Linked DNA regions of Mus musculus: region 1 is linked to region 2. Evidence: chromatin contacts called from public HiChIP or PLAC-seq data. All regions are on one chromosome and are shown on one strand. The core of a region is the stretch at or near the end of the contact, and the rest is flanking DNA. Distances in the headings are between cores, read along the strand shown. Region 1 overlaps Nup214 (nucleoporin 214). Region 2 holds the start of Aif1l (allograft inflammatory factor 1-like).

The links. HiChIP or PLAC-seq counts read pairs in DNA pulled down with a chosen protein or histone mark.
Region 1: a contact with region 2 is called in an H3K27ac HiChIP or PLAC-seq map of embryonic stem cells, with 22 read pairs. The contact joins the enhancer-like site here to the promoter of Aif1l in region 2. A contact is called at or near these places in 1 of 39 promoter capture datasets (the HPC-7 cell line), 1 of 484 Hi-C or Micro-C datasets (embryonic stem cells), 2 of 115 datasets of contacts at active chromatin or transcription factors (both in embryonic stem cells) and 4 of 9 other capture datasets (adipose tissue, embryonic stem cells, liver and 1 more).

What each region holds. Positions count from the first base shown.
Region 1 is chr2:32,005,047-32,010,854 of GRCm38.p6, forward strand. Nup214 (nucleoporin 214) reads left to right here. Exons shown (of 36, transcript NM_172268.2): 18 at 1,643-1,746; 19 at 5,137-5,319. Among named protein-coding and RNA genes, the nearest start is that of Gm13609, 9.4 kb to the right of the region's middle. Within about 2 kb of position 2,440, at least 18 of the 459 cell types and tissues checked have an H3K27ac peak or open chromatin away from gene starts, as enhancers often do. A contact at or near this core is called in embryonic stem cells, where this site is marked.
Region 2 is chr2:31,948,769-31,955,283 of GRCm38.p6, forward strand. It overlaps Aif1l (allograft inflammatory factor 1-like), which reads left to right and starts at 1,535. Exons shown (of 6, transcript NM_145144.1): 1 at 1,535-1,613; 2 at 1,761-1,822. The coding sequence starts at 1,583. It overlaps Lamc3 (laminin gamma 3), which reads left to right. Exons shown (of 28, transcript NM_011836.4): 28 at 1-315.

The sequences.
Region 1 (5,808 bases), core at 1,190-3,689, 57 kb after region 2:
AGTGCCGTCAGAGCCTCGGACTGGGAGCTCTGTCACCTGCTGTGCTGTAGCACTTATATTTCTCTTTAGCTACTTGAGTTTTGTTTGCCTCTGTGTGCACGGGTCATCTTTTCCTTCCACTCATCATGGAGTCCAGAGGGGTGCGTAGGCAGCCCTGCTTCTCCTCACTTCAGACATGGTCTGTGGGTGTGGTGAGGGCCTCTATACAGAGGACTTAGACCTTAGGCTTCTGTTCCTGGTTTTCTATCCCATGCCCAGGAGTCCTCCCAGCACCTGGAGGGTGAGAGAATGGCTCTTACAGAGGTCTCAGTGATCTCTTGGGATCACTGACTGCTCTTTCTCTGTGGGTATTTCTTGCCAGGGCTGTTCTCAGACTGCAGCCCCACACACAAACCCCTTTGCCTCTGTTCCAGTTGCCTGGCCTAGAGGAAAGCATTGAGCTTCCACACTGAGAAAAGAGTAATTGTCTTCTTGACCATGCTAAATAGGTAATTGCAGGAAATATAATTGGCCACTTACCACATACAAAGCAGGGGTGGTGCTGCAGTGCAGACTGCGGCTCATAACTAACAGAGCCTGCGCCATGCCCTTAGCCCCTGTGCTACAATCAGGAAGGTGGACGTACAATTTTCATGTGGGGTATATTGCCATGGGACCACAGATGACAAGGTGGAAGCCACTGCAAAATGTTGCAGCCTGCCTTTGAAGAAGGTGCTGCTCCACCCAGTTGGCACGTGTTCGGAAGAAAGGGCATCAGCTAGTGCAGGCCTGAGGTCATGGCTGAGGTGGGTGAAAGAAAGCCTTCTATGGTCATTGAATGCCTTTGAGGCCGCTGCCTCCCTGGATTCAGCTTGGCTCTTTCTAAATGACATTTTCTGTTTTATGGTTGAGACAGAACACTTTTCTCAGAATGTGTGTGAAATACATTTCCCCACAGTCAGATAAGTGCCATGTGTGAAGAGCCTCCTGGGCTGTTCTCAGTGCCTGTATACTTCGTTGATTAAATAATTAGCTCCATTTTTAATTTTTGAGTGAAAAATCGTATAGCCATGAAGGTTAGCTGTGCCCCCAGCTGAAAGAGTGTTATTACAGGCTTAGCAGCCTGTTGGAGTTTTAGGTGTGGTGAGTTGACTTCCAGTATGGATAGCATTGTGTATTTTTGAATAGTGCTTCTCAAATGGTGAGATGGCCTGTATGTTCTGTGCTATGAATATCTAGGGTCAGAGGTATTCCCAGCACCAATTGTTGAATCAGCTTGTCTACTTGACAGTTCATTTCATAATGGGGGAGGAGAACTAAATGGGCGCACTGTGAGTGAGCATAGTGGGCTGCTCCTGCAAGTCCCACCCTTCCCAGGGGCAGCAGGGGAGAGGAAGTGGGTGCGTCTGTTCCTCTCATCCTCTCCCCCAGTCTCTGCTCCATCTCTGTTACACTACTGCAGAAATGGAATTTCCGTTTTTCATTTTATTAAATGGCTTTTATTTAATGGATATATTAAAGCCTAGTGTTTTCCTTGTTCATACAGTTCTCAATATAGAAATATTTCAAGATTATTTTTGAATACTTTAATGCATCTTCCCCCCAGCTACCCAGCTAGCTACCAGAACAATGAATCATTTGCCTTTTAATTTTTCTCTTGTAGGAAATTCGCCGCCTTCACCAGTACGTGAAATTTGCTGTCCAGGATGTGAATGACGTCCTAGACTTAGAGTGGGATCGGCATCTGGAGCAGAAGAAGAGACAGAGGTGAGGGCGAGGACATGTTATCCCCTCCGCTTTTTGTAGGAGCACAAGTAAAAATCTCACAGGCACCTTTCCTCCTGCTTAGCCATTTCACCTTTACATGTATCATTTACAAAACCCTGAGTGATGGCCGTTGTAATTTATATAAATGAGTTTGCATCACATCTTATGCATGGAATTTTAAAATGATAACTTGAATTTTAACTGGGCGTGGTGGTGCACGCCTTTAATGCGAGCACTTGGGAAGCAGAGGCAGGTGAATGAATCTTTGAGTTCAAGGCCAGCCTGGGCTATACAGAGAAACCGTGTCTCGAAAACAAACAAAAAAAAGAATATGCATTTTGTAAGGGTTGAGAGTAGCTCGGGGATAAGGCAGTTGACTTCTGTGTGTCTATACCACATGTTCAATGTCTAGCATTTCAATTGTCAAAGCCCAAACATCAAGAAGGTATACGTTACCCTTTGTTGCCACCGATAACATGTTCTTGAGGAATTACATTGAATGATTTTTATCTTGTATCAAACGTATAAAATAATTGAAAAGCATTTCAGATGTTTTCAGTGGGAAGGTACAAGTGTTGGAGAGAGGAAGCAGATCTGTGGGGAGATTCACAGAAGCACCTCACAGCTCCACCCTGCTGCCAGGTGGGACTTGTGTAGTGGTAACATGGCTAGTGTGACAGTCCCACTGTCTCCAAGACACACTGCCAACTGTGCAGGCTTCAGTTATCCTGTAAGCCTGCTGCATTGCTGAGCTGCGCGCCCATATCAAACATGCCTAGGCCAGCGAGTTCCCAGTTAGTCATAACCTGGCTGCAGTGTCTAAGTCCATTATGTGAAAGAACTCAGTGGGGAAACCCCCACTCAGCTCCCGATTCGGCGTGCACCCAAGAATCACGAATAGAACACAACACCTTGATGTAACAACAAGAGGTTTTTAATGGCGGAGCTCCGGGTCGAAACGTATCTCACATAACAGGAGACAGTGGATTCGACCACGAGGCTTGGAAGCTAGGGGTTTTTATAGAAAAGGAGTGGGGCTGGGGGAGGAATTGGCGCGGTTTCACATGATTGGTCCATTTAAACATCAGCTGTAACATTTAACTTAGGTCAGAGGGGTAGGAGATAGGGAGGCGATGGGCCTGCCCGGGCATGTCCTGGTCTGTTCTGCTATGTTCTCAGCCCCAGGTTTCAAAGCTCACAAACAACTCTTTGGGCTATTTGACATACATTACATGAATTACAGTTTTATTTCCTTTCATATGCATATCTTGTACATAACTGTGCTACAGGATAATTTATGTGTTATGTGTCTGTGGTGTACATTGCAATATTTTGTGAAATGTAAGATTATTTCAATATTATTATGTGAAATGAAATATGGATGATGGAACCAACCACCCAAGTGTCATGCCAAGGAAAACATCAAATAAACCTAGAACAATGGAAAAAAAAGAGAATTCCCCATGGGATTGGATAGGATGGCTCAATGGTTAACAGTCCTGGCTGATCTTCCAGAGGACCTGAGTTCAATTCCCATCACCCACATTGGGTACTGCACAGCTGCCTGTAACTCCAGCTTCAAGGAATCTGACCATCTTCTTTGCACAAGCTCTGTATGTTCATAGTGCTCATACTCTGACACACACTAAGTAAACACACCTTAGAAAACAGAGAGCAGTCCTCTTGTACATTTGTTAGTTTTCCAAGTTGTCCTTTTGAGAAAATATTTTTCTTCCCACCCCCACTTTTTTTTTTTTTTGGTTTGTTTGTTTGATTAGCATTTTGAGAAATGCTCTCACCGTTTATTGTCCCGAAGGCCTTGGGTGCTTGGCATTCCTCCTGCCTCAGTCTCCCAAGGGCTGGGAATGTAAGCATGAGCATGAGGGAAAATTAATTAAGGTGGCTGTTTAAAGTGATGCTGAAGACGGGCGAGCTTGCAGCTGCCTGTCATGGTCTGGTTTGTGCTTGTGCTTTGTAGAAGGAATAGAATGCTGTGTGCTGAGAACGAGGAAGTACTCCAGAAAAGCATGAGTGTGTTAACCCTCATACACGTTGCTTTGCCTAGAAGTAGGCTTTCTGAGACTGCACATGCTACCAGAAACGAGCTTTCTTTACTGTTACTGCCCCAGCCATCTCCTCGCTGCACGGCACTGATCAGGTCCCTTTCCGCAGAGCTCAAGTTCACTCTCTTGGCTGCCTTGTTCTTCTCAGTGGGTCCGAGAAAAGGAAATAAAACTGAAAGTTTCTGTTGAACATCAGCAGTTTTCATTCTGATCGTTCTGTGCTGAGAGACCGATGCCCAGACAGACAGCAGCAGACAAACCATGTGGCTTGTACTTGTTTTGAACTACCCATTTTTTGTTTGTTTGGTTTTTTTTTTAATTTTTTATTAGATAATTTCTTCATTTACATTTCAAATGCTATCCTTCCCCCCCCCCAAAAAAAAACCCTATACCCTCCCCCTGCCCTGCTCCCCTACCCACCCACTCCCACTTCTTGGCCCTGGCGTTCCCCTGTACTGGGGCATAGAAAGTTTGCAAGACCAAGGGGCCTCTCTTCCCAATGATGTCCGACTAGGCTACATATGCAGCTAGAGACACAAGCTCTGGGGGTACTGGTTAGTTCATATTGTTGTTCCACCTATAGGGTTGCAGACCCCTTCAGCTCCTTGGGTACTTTGTCTGGCTCCTCCATTGGGGGCCCTGTGATCCATCCTATAGATGACTGTGAGCATCCACTTCTGTATTTGCCTTGTGCTGGCATAGCCTCACAGGAAACAGCTATATCAGGGTCCTTTCAAGCAAAATATTGCTGGCGTATGCAATAGTGTCTGCGTTTGGTGGCTGATTATGGGATGAACCCCTGGGCCCATTTTTGTTTTATTTGTATATTTTTCTCAAGCTAAAAGACATTTTTGTCAATGCTCAAAGGTTTATAATGACAAACAAAAGAATCTCTGACTTTAGACCTGCCACTCAGCAGCAACCATTGGACTGTTTCATTCTTAAGGAAAACAGCACCTTGCTCAGTCAGCAGTCAGTGACTGGGATGGGACCCACACACTTCCAGCCTGCCTTATTGAGTGTAACTTGCATACAGAAAAGCTCAAGTCACAAGTGAGCACAGGAGGGTTTGCCTGTTGTTGGCTCCTGTCTTCCTCCTACTGCGTCCTTCCCAATGCTCCAATATTGTGCAGTCTGTACTATGGCTGGCTATAGGCCTTCTCAGTCTAGCTCGTTCTCAGGTGATTCTCACGCTCTCTTACTTCCTAGTATCTCTTGATGTTTCAGCTTCTCTGTTTTATTAATTTCCCTGTTAGAATTGCAGCTTCCTATGAGGTGGGGTAGAAGGGAGCCACTTGTGTCTAATTCTTTCCCTTGTTGCCACTAGGCGCCTAATTGTGCCAGAACGAGAGACACTTTTCAACACGCTAGCCAACAACCGGGAGATCATCAACCAGCAGAGGAAGAGGCTGAATCAGCTGGTGGACAGTCTGCAGCAGCTCCGTCTCTATAACCACACGGCCCCGTGGAGCCTGCCCTCAGCGCTCTCAACTCAGAGCAACAGTCACAGGTGTGCAGGAGATGGCTGCTGGGCAGGGAGCAGTGAGCCTGTGAGGTGGCCTTAGAGTGACTCGGGCAGTCCTGCGCCTCTGCCTCTCAGCATGTTGTCCTGGTCAGGTTCCTCACCCCCTCTCACCTCCAGTTCTTTGACTCGAGCAGGGGTGACAGTGGCTGCCTTCCAGGTGTGTGTAGGCCTGTGTCTGTAAGGCATGGAGTGTGGTGTCTGATGATGAAGTGGGTGCTCAGGCCGTAGCAGTCTGCAGAGTAGCGCTGAGGCGGCTGGACCGACAGGAGCGTACATGACTTACATTTTCTAACTTCCCTCAGAAGCCCAGATTTGCCATTCAGCTTTAGAGCGGAGATGTGCAGATCTTTGCAGTTAGCCAGTTTACCCAGAACTTAACCCTGATGGTGTCATGGTTCTGCTTTCAGCAAGTGTGGGCTTTAGTGGTCCTTTTTGCTAAGGCACCAGTATTAGGCTTAGAGCAGGAGTGTGTGG
Region 2 (6,515 bases), core at 285-2,784:
CTGAAACTGAGCGGATTCCCCAGGCCCCTTCCTGCCGGCCTCAGCAGAACCCAGCTGCAAGAAGACTCTTAGACAAGTAGAGTTGCCTGCTGGTTAGACTAACTGATGCCCCGGGAAAGGAGACTCTCCATCCAACCTGTCACACTGTCTGTAGACCATGCGGCGGGCTCCAGGTTCCCAGTTTTGTGAGCTGTCATCCATGCTAGGGGGTGGACTTTGGCAACACAGCTGTCTGTGAGTCATTTCTGTTTCTGTAAGTTAACTCTTCACCCATATTCTTGTAAATAACCCTAATAAAGCTTACTGGGTCACCAAGCTGGACTTGGGTGATATCTGTAATTGGATCTCTCGTGGGTTCCTAAACTGGGGTGAGTAAACGTGTGTGTTGTATCTCCTCAGGAAAAGTTGGTCACACAACAACAGCTAACCCAGCTAGCTGGGACCATGGGCAGCCTGTGACCAGAGCAATAGGGCCCTGTTCTGAGTCCAGTTCCTGCCCGAGCTTTCAGAGGGAACACGACCATGCAGGCTTTGAACTCCCAAGCCCTTGTGGGCCTACCTTCTACAGTGCAGTCCCTGCTCCTGTTTCTCCTATTCTGCTGCTTAGGGAGCTTGTGTCAAGTGCCCAGCTTCAGATGAATGAATGAATGCATAGTGGGAGGAACCTAAGAGCAGGAGCCCTGCCTCGCAAGCATCTTTCCTCCCATTAGCCCCATAGCATTCTATCTGGACCACTGGACTCCCCTGTGTGAGCTTGGCTACCCGTCCCCACAGTCAGCTGGTCCCAGGATCCCAATCTAAGGAGTGTAGACTTGAAATAAGTCAGGGGAACAGGGATTCCTGGATCCCATGGTTAGGGCAATCCTGATCTGTGCCTGTGTCCACAATGTAACAATGGAGGGAGACCCTGTCTCTAGAAAGGGTCTCTAGTCTGTTCAGGTTGGACACTGGAATTCATGATCTCTTTCTTTACAAGTTCCTAGTTCTTGCATGCCCACCCTGGCTTCTCCTCAAGTCACAGGCTGCTTCTTTACCACCCTAGAGGACTCGTGTCCCAGCTTCAGCTTCCAGACTTTTCTATCTAGTAGGCATACCGGTACTACTTTGTAGTTAGGGGAAATGACACACAAAGACCAAGTGTCAGGTACACCGTATTTGCACCAACACACGTATTTATCTAAAATATCGGTGTTATCGTGGCACTGCCGGGCAAAGGTGACAGTGAGGTGACAGCCTCTATTGGCACTTGATCTTCACAACCAGCTCTGCAAAGTTCTTAGTGAGATGTGATATTGTCTCTTCTGGTGATGGGGAAAGAGGGCGTTCCCATCTTGCATTTTCCGCGTCCTCCAGCAGAGGGGCGGCGGCGGGCTAAGCGTCCGGCTAAACAGCGGGCTTTGATGCCCCGGGTGCGCGCGGCAGCGGGGAGGGGGGCAGGAGGCGGGCCGCCGGAGGGGCGGGGTGTGTCCGGCCGCGAGGTCCCTCCGCCCCTGGGTCCCGTCGCCACACGCTGCCGAAGGTCTGGACCAGACGACTTTTCCTCCCTGTTGTCCCTGGCCTTGTCCGGAGTCGGGCTCATACCATGTCGGTCGCACTCAGCAACAGGTTCCAAGGTAGGCGCCTGCTGTCCCCGCGCTATCCCGCGCCGGACGTCCCTGGGTCGCCACCTGTGTGCGCTGTGCGGCGCGCGCGGGAACTCGGAGGGGGCGCGTGGCCCGGTTGGTACCCTAGCTTCCCCGCCGACTCTTTGTCTCCCGCAGGAGGGAAGGCGTTCGGTTTGCTCAAAGCCCGGCAGGAGAAGAGGCTCGAGGAGATCAATCGGGTAAGCCGCGTCACTGTGTGGGACAGCGTGTGGGTCCCATGTGCCGCACTGTGCCACCCCTTCCCCCCAGACAAAATCAGCCCCTTCCTCCCCTACCCCTGGCCTTCTGCAATTGCATCCCTGGCCCCTGCTGTGTGGCCTCCAACTCCAGGTAAGTCCATTCCACCCCTTAGTTCTCTGCCTGGCGTCTCCAGTTGCAAGTTGTAACTCTCGACCAGGGAGGTGGGGCGGGTGAGGGAGCCGGCTGGGGACCACCTAAGGGGTTTGGCGCCAGGAGAGACCCCAGGGCCAGTGCTGTCTCCATAGACCCGCAGAACTTAACACTAGGAGCTGGCTAATGCTGGCATTTCCTTGTTGCCTCCCACCTCCAACTCTAACACACAGCTCTTTGCACCAGCTTTTAGAAAAGTTGCCCAAGGGACTGTTTTTTTCTTCTATGCTGGTCCTGGTCCTGGGGAAGTTCTAGAAAGAAATCCTTCCGCTGCTGCCAGAGACACAATAGCAGCTCCGTACGTTTGCTACTGAGCGTGTAGATCCCAGGAGATAAGAAACGGTGTCAGGGCCTCCTGGATTGGCAAAGCACAGAGGTGGCACAGCCTGAGGCTTTAGGGTTCCCAGGATCTGTGTTCAGATGTGACTGGTGTCTCAGTAAGAGCTTCTCGCTTCCTGCAGGGTCACTTTGTGGGCTCAGGAAAGTAAGGAGCCTACATCTTCTGGGGTCCAGCGCTAGGGAGACAGCCCGCGAAGTTAGTTTCTCTCTCTCTCTCTCTCTCTCTCTCTCTCTCTCTCTCTCTCTCTCTCTCTTTCTCTCTCTCTCTTTTCCTCTACAGTGGAGACTGAACTTAAGATTTTCTCCATGCTAGACACTCTACCCTAGAGTTATTAGTACATTGGGGCTGAGGTATGCCAATTGATATAAGGGGAGGCATTTCTTCTTATTTGCCCCTTTGGTCCCTGGACACCCAGAGTGACAAACTCCAGGCCCCTGTCGAGGAGCTAGCTGGTAGGGTTAGCACACTAGAGGTAACTGGAGGTCGTTGGAGATGCCAGGGCTGTGGTCCTGTTGAAGTGTTTCGACCTAATTCCTTTATTTCCATGGACTGTCTAGACCCAGATAGGTGTCTCTTCCCGTCCACCAGCTCCAGGAGTCCCTGTAGGGCTCTGGGGCCTCTTACTAGGACCCTTCCCTTTTCCCTTGGGGCTTGTCATAGAGCATGGTCTTGGGGGACCCGTGTGCATATAGCTGGGCTCAGATCCCAGGCCTGATGGACTTCTCCAAGACGCCTCAGTGCTACCCCAGCCTTGGCTGCTTTTGCTTTCTGGACAGGAACCTGGGACCCTGACCTCATACAGCCCCCGGGGCCATTTTGTTAGGAAGGTTCTGAGCTAGCTGGCTCCACCCACAGCCAATGGGACCCTAAGCCAGAGACAGCTGGATATGGACATTAATTAGATGACCTTAGTAGAAGAGTCAGAAGAGTGGAGATTTGGGGCTTTCTGTTCTTGGGGACGTACGCAGGTGAAGGCTTGGGATGAGAGCTGTTGGAACAGGTGGCTCAAAAAGGGGCGTGGCAGTACTGATGCTGCAGAAAGTGGGCTAGGGGGAGCTGTGATCTAACCACTGCAGGTCTTCAAACACCCAGAGAGGGCAAGCAGCTGAGCCAAGGCCACACGGGAGCCACTGCTGCAGCTTGCTCTTTTCTGTGCTGTGGATGCTGTTTTGAGATCTTCCACGTGAGCTTGAGCTGCCATTGGGCCGGAGTATAATCCAGAGCGTAGGTCCCTAGGGGAGTAAGCTGGACCATGCAGCTGCTCCCGCATCACAGCAGGCCATGGTGACTACACTGGCATTAGAGCCAGGAGGCAGGCAGCCAAGCACTGGCTCTGTGAGTTCCATCGACCTGCTTCCTTCACCCCTCTGAGCCTCCTTTGCCAGCAAGAGATAATAGTAGTGATTTTTTTTTAAAAGCCAGACGCTGTGTGTGAAACGCACAGAGTTGGCGGCTGTCATGAGCATCGTCATTTGTTTGTGTGAGGGTTTCAGGTATAGGGAGTAGGCGTGGAGGTGTGCCAGGGACATACCAGCTGGGCATGCCCCTTTGGAGGACGGTAGACTCAGAGTGGCTCCACTTGAAGGTCCCAGCCTGGTTGACCCATGGCCATGGCTGTAATGACAGATCCAATTGTCTTCCATCGGAGTACACCTTCTCTGCCCTACCTGGTGTGTGAATTCTAGGGTGATGGGCTAGGCTGGGCTGAGCAGTGCCTGCTGTCCCCATAGAGGCAGGAAACCATACAGGACATGACTTTGTGACTCACTGCATGGGGGTTTTGTGACCAGCCACCTGTTGTGCCCATGAGCATGGAAACCACCGGCTGCTGTCTGGCCCAGCTCTGGGAAGACTTTCTGGACCAATACTCCAATTCTCCTTGGGGCTTTCCCTCTCCTGTGAGGAGGCTGTTTGTGAGCAGCAAGGTCGCTTAATCTTAGCCATTGCTATCATAAGAGAGACAAAGTTGAATCCTCTGGTGGAGCTGGAGGACCCTGAGGGGGAAAGGAGGCAGGAGGGCTGCACATACTACAGCTTTTTAGGGGTTCATTCTAGTTTCTTCTTTATAAATTGTTTTTTAAAAATCCCATTATGCTATTCATGTATACGTGTGTGTGTGTGTGTGTGTGTGTGTGTGTGTGTGTGTGTGTGACACAACACAGGCTGTATGTGAAGGTATGTTTGCAGGAACTGGTTTCCCCCTTCTATCGTGGGTCCCAGGGACTGAACTCAGATCAGCAGGTTTAGCAGGCAGGTCCCTTAACCTCTTAAGCCATCTCAAGAGCCCCATTTTGGTTTCTACGATTATTTTCTGGCCCCTTGTGGGTGCTGGTTCTGCACCAGGCATGCTGAATGCTCCCCGTTAACATTGTGGGGTGTAAGTACTGTTATTCCCATTTCACAGACTAGCCGGCTCAGGGAAGTTGAGTTAATTGCCTGAGGTTAAACAGCCACAATTTACCCAGAGGTGGTGGTGAATGCTTGTCATCAAAGCAGCGTAGGAGGCTTGAGCAGGAGAGGTTGTGAGTTCCAAGGCCTGCCTGGGCTACAGAGGGAAACCTTGAATCAAACCAAACAAGACGAGGAGCCAGCCACAGTGGGACTCAGATTTCATATGTGTACGTGTTTGCTTCAGCGCTGTGCTTCAGTGGCCCCTTTCGTGGACACCCAGCCCCCCTCCCACACTGTGTGGTGTGTATGTGTCAGCACCACTGGAGCAAACTGGACCAGGCAAGTGCCTCCTACTCCCTCCACATAGCTGGCATTCCCCACGCCCTGATGGCATGGTAGGTGACCCCAGGCCAGCCAGGCCCAGCCTTATATGGCAATAGAAGAAATTTCCTCTATCTTCCCATAGGAACCGAGAGAAGCTGCGGGGCTGGGCTGGCTACCCCTCGGAGTGCTTGTGGCCTGGGGCTGGGGGGTGGGCTACAGCTTGAGCCTGTGACTGGCTGGGATCTTTGCACACACAAGGATGTGAGCATGATGATGCTCCATGCCTGGTGCTCACTATGCATCGGCTCACAGATTCGCCTCAATGGAGCACTCTATCACGCTTGTGCCAGGCATGCAGAGAGAACCCTGAATGTCCTTCAGGGGCAAGGATGATAATACCCATCATAATGACGAGGAAATGGCCTCCCCAGACTACTCGGCCAAGGAAAGAGCAGAGGCAGGATTCAGATGAGGTCTGTCTGACTCCAGACATCACCCGTGGCCTGCTCTGGCCTTAGTCCACCAGGCAGCTGCAGCCTTGTAGTGACCCAGGCCTTCCTTGCTTATGTAGGATAAGGATCTCTGGCTATTGTCCCCATGTCTCAGCCCTCTTGGGTCAAATGAAGGTCACTTGTATTCTCTGTCCCGTTTAGGTGCCCAATGGTTATCTCAGTGCTCCTTTGCCACCTGGGAAGGGGGCTGGGATGTTGGAAGATCTCTGTCCAGAGTGACTATGTTTCCTGCCTTCTCTCTCAGCCACATGGGGCCTTTGAGACTTGACCCAGGAGACTATGCCGGTGTGCCTTTCCCTGTGTCCCTGGCAGTACTGCTCTGTCCTTGCCTGTTGGCATTGAGGACACCCGTCTCTCTTGCTCTCCCCTTAATATATTATAAAGGAGATGGTGATAAGGGGTCACGTGGGCCTCTGGGGATTCAGTGTCCCCTGCAGGTCTGGCCAGTTGTGACCTTGCTGTGGCTATGTCACGGGCAGCTGGAGATGGAATTTCTGTGAGGTCTGCTTTATGCGTGTGGTCACTGGGTGTATTTCTTTAGCTGCCCCATCTACTGGCGAGAACACCGTGTCCGGATAAGGCCCCAGAAGGGAATGTGAGCCTGTTGTCTTTGTGGGTACGTGTTACAGGTTCCTGCTGCTCGCCAGGCTGGGCTGGGCATCTGTGGCCTTGGCCTGGCCCTGGCCCTTTTGGGAGCCTGTGGAGTGTGTCAGAGCCCACAGGCTCCCAGCATGGTGCTGCCTATCCTTGGCATCACAGGGCATCGGCCACCGTTGGCTGGCTTCTAGGGTGGCAGTGTTTGCTCAGCCAAAGGATCTGCTGCAGCCTTTTCTTCTTATGGTGGCGCTGGGCATGGATCCCAGAGCCTCAAGCATTTGAGGCAGTATTCTACCTGTGTCCTCAGCTGATGTAACT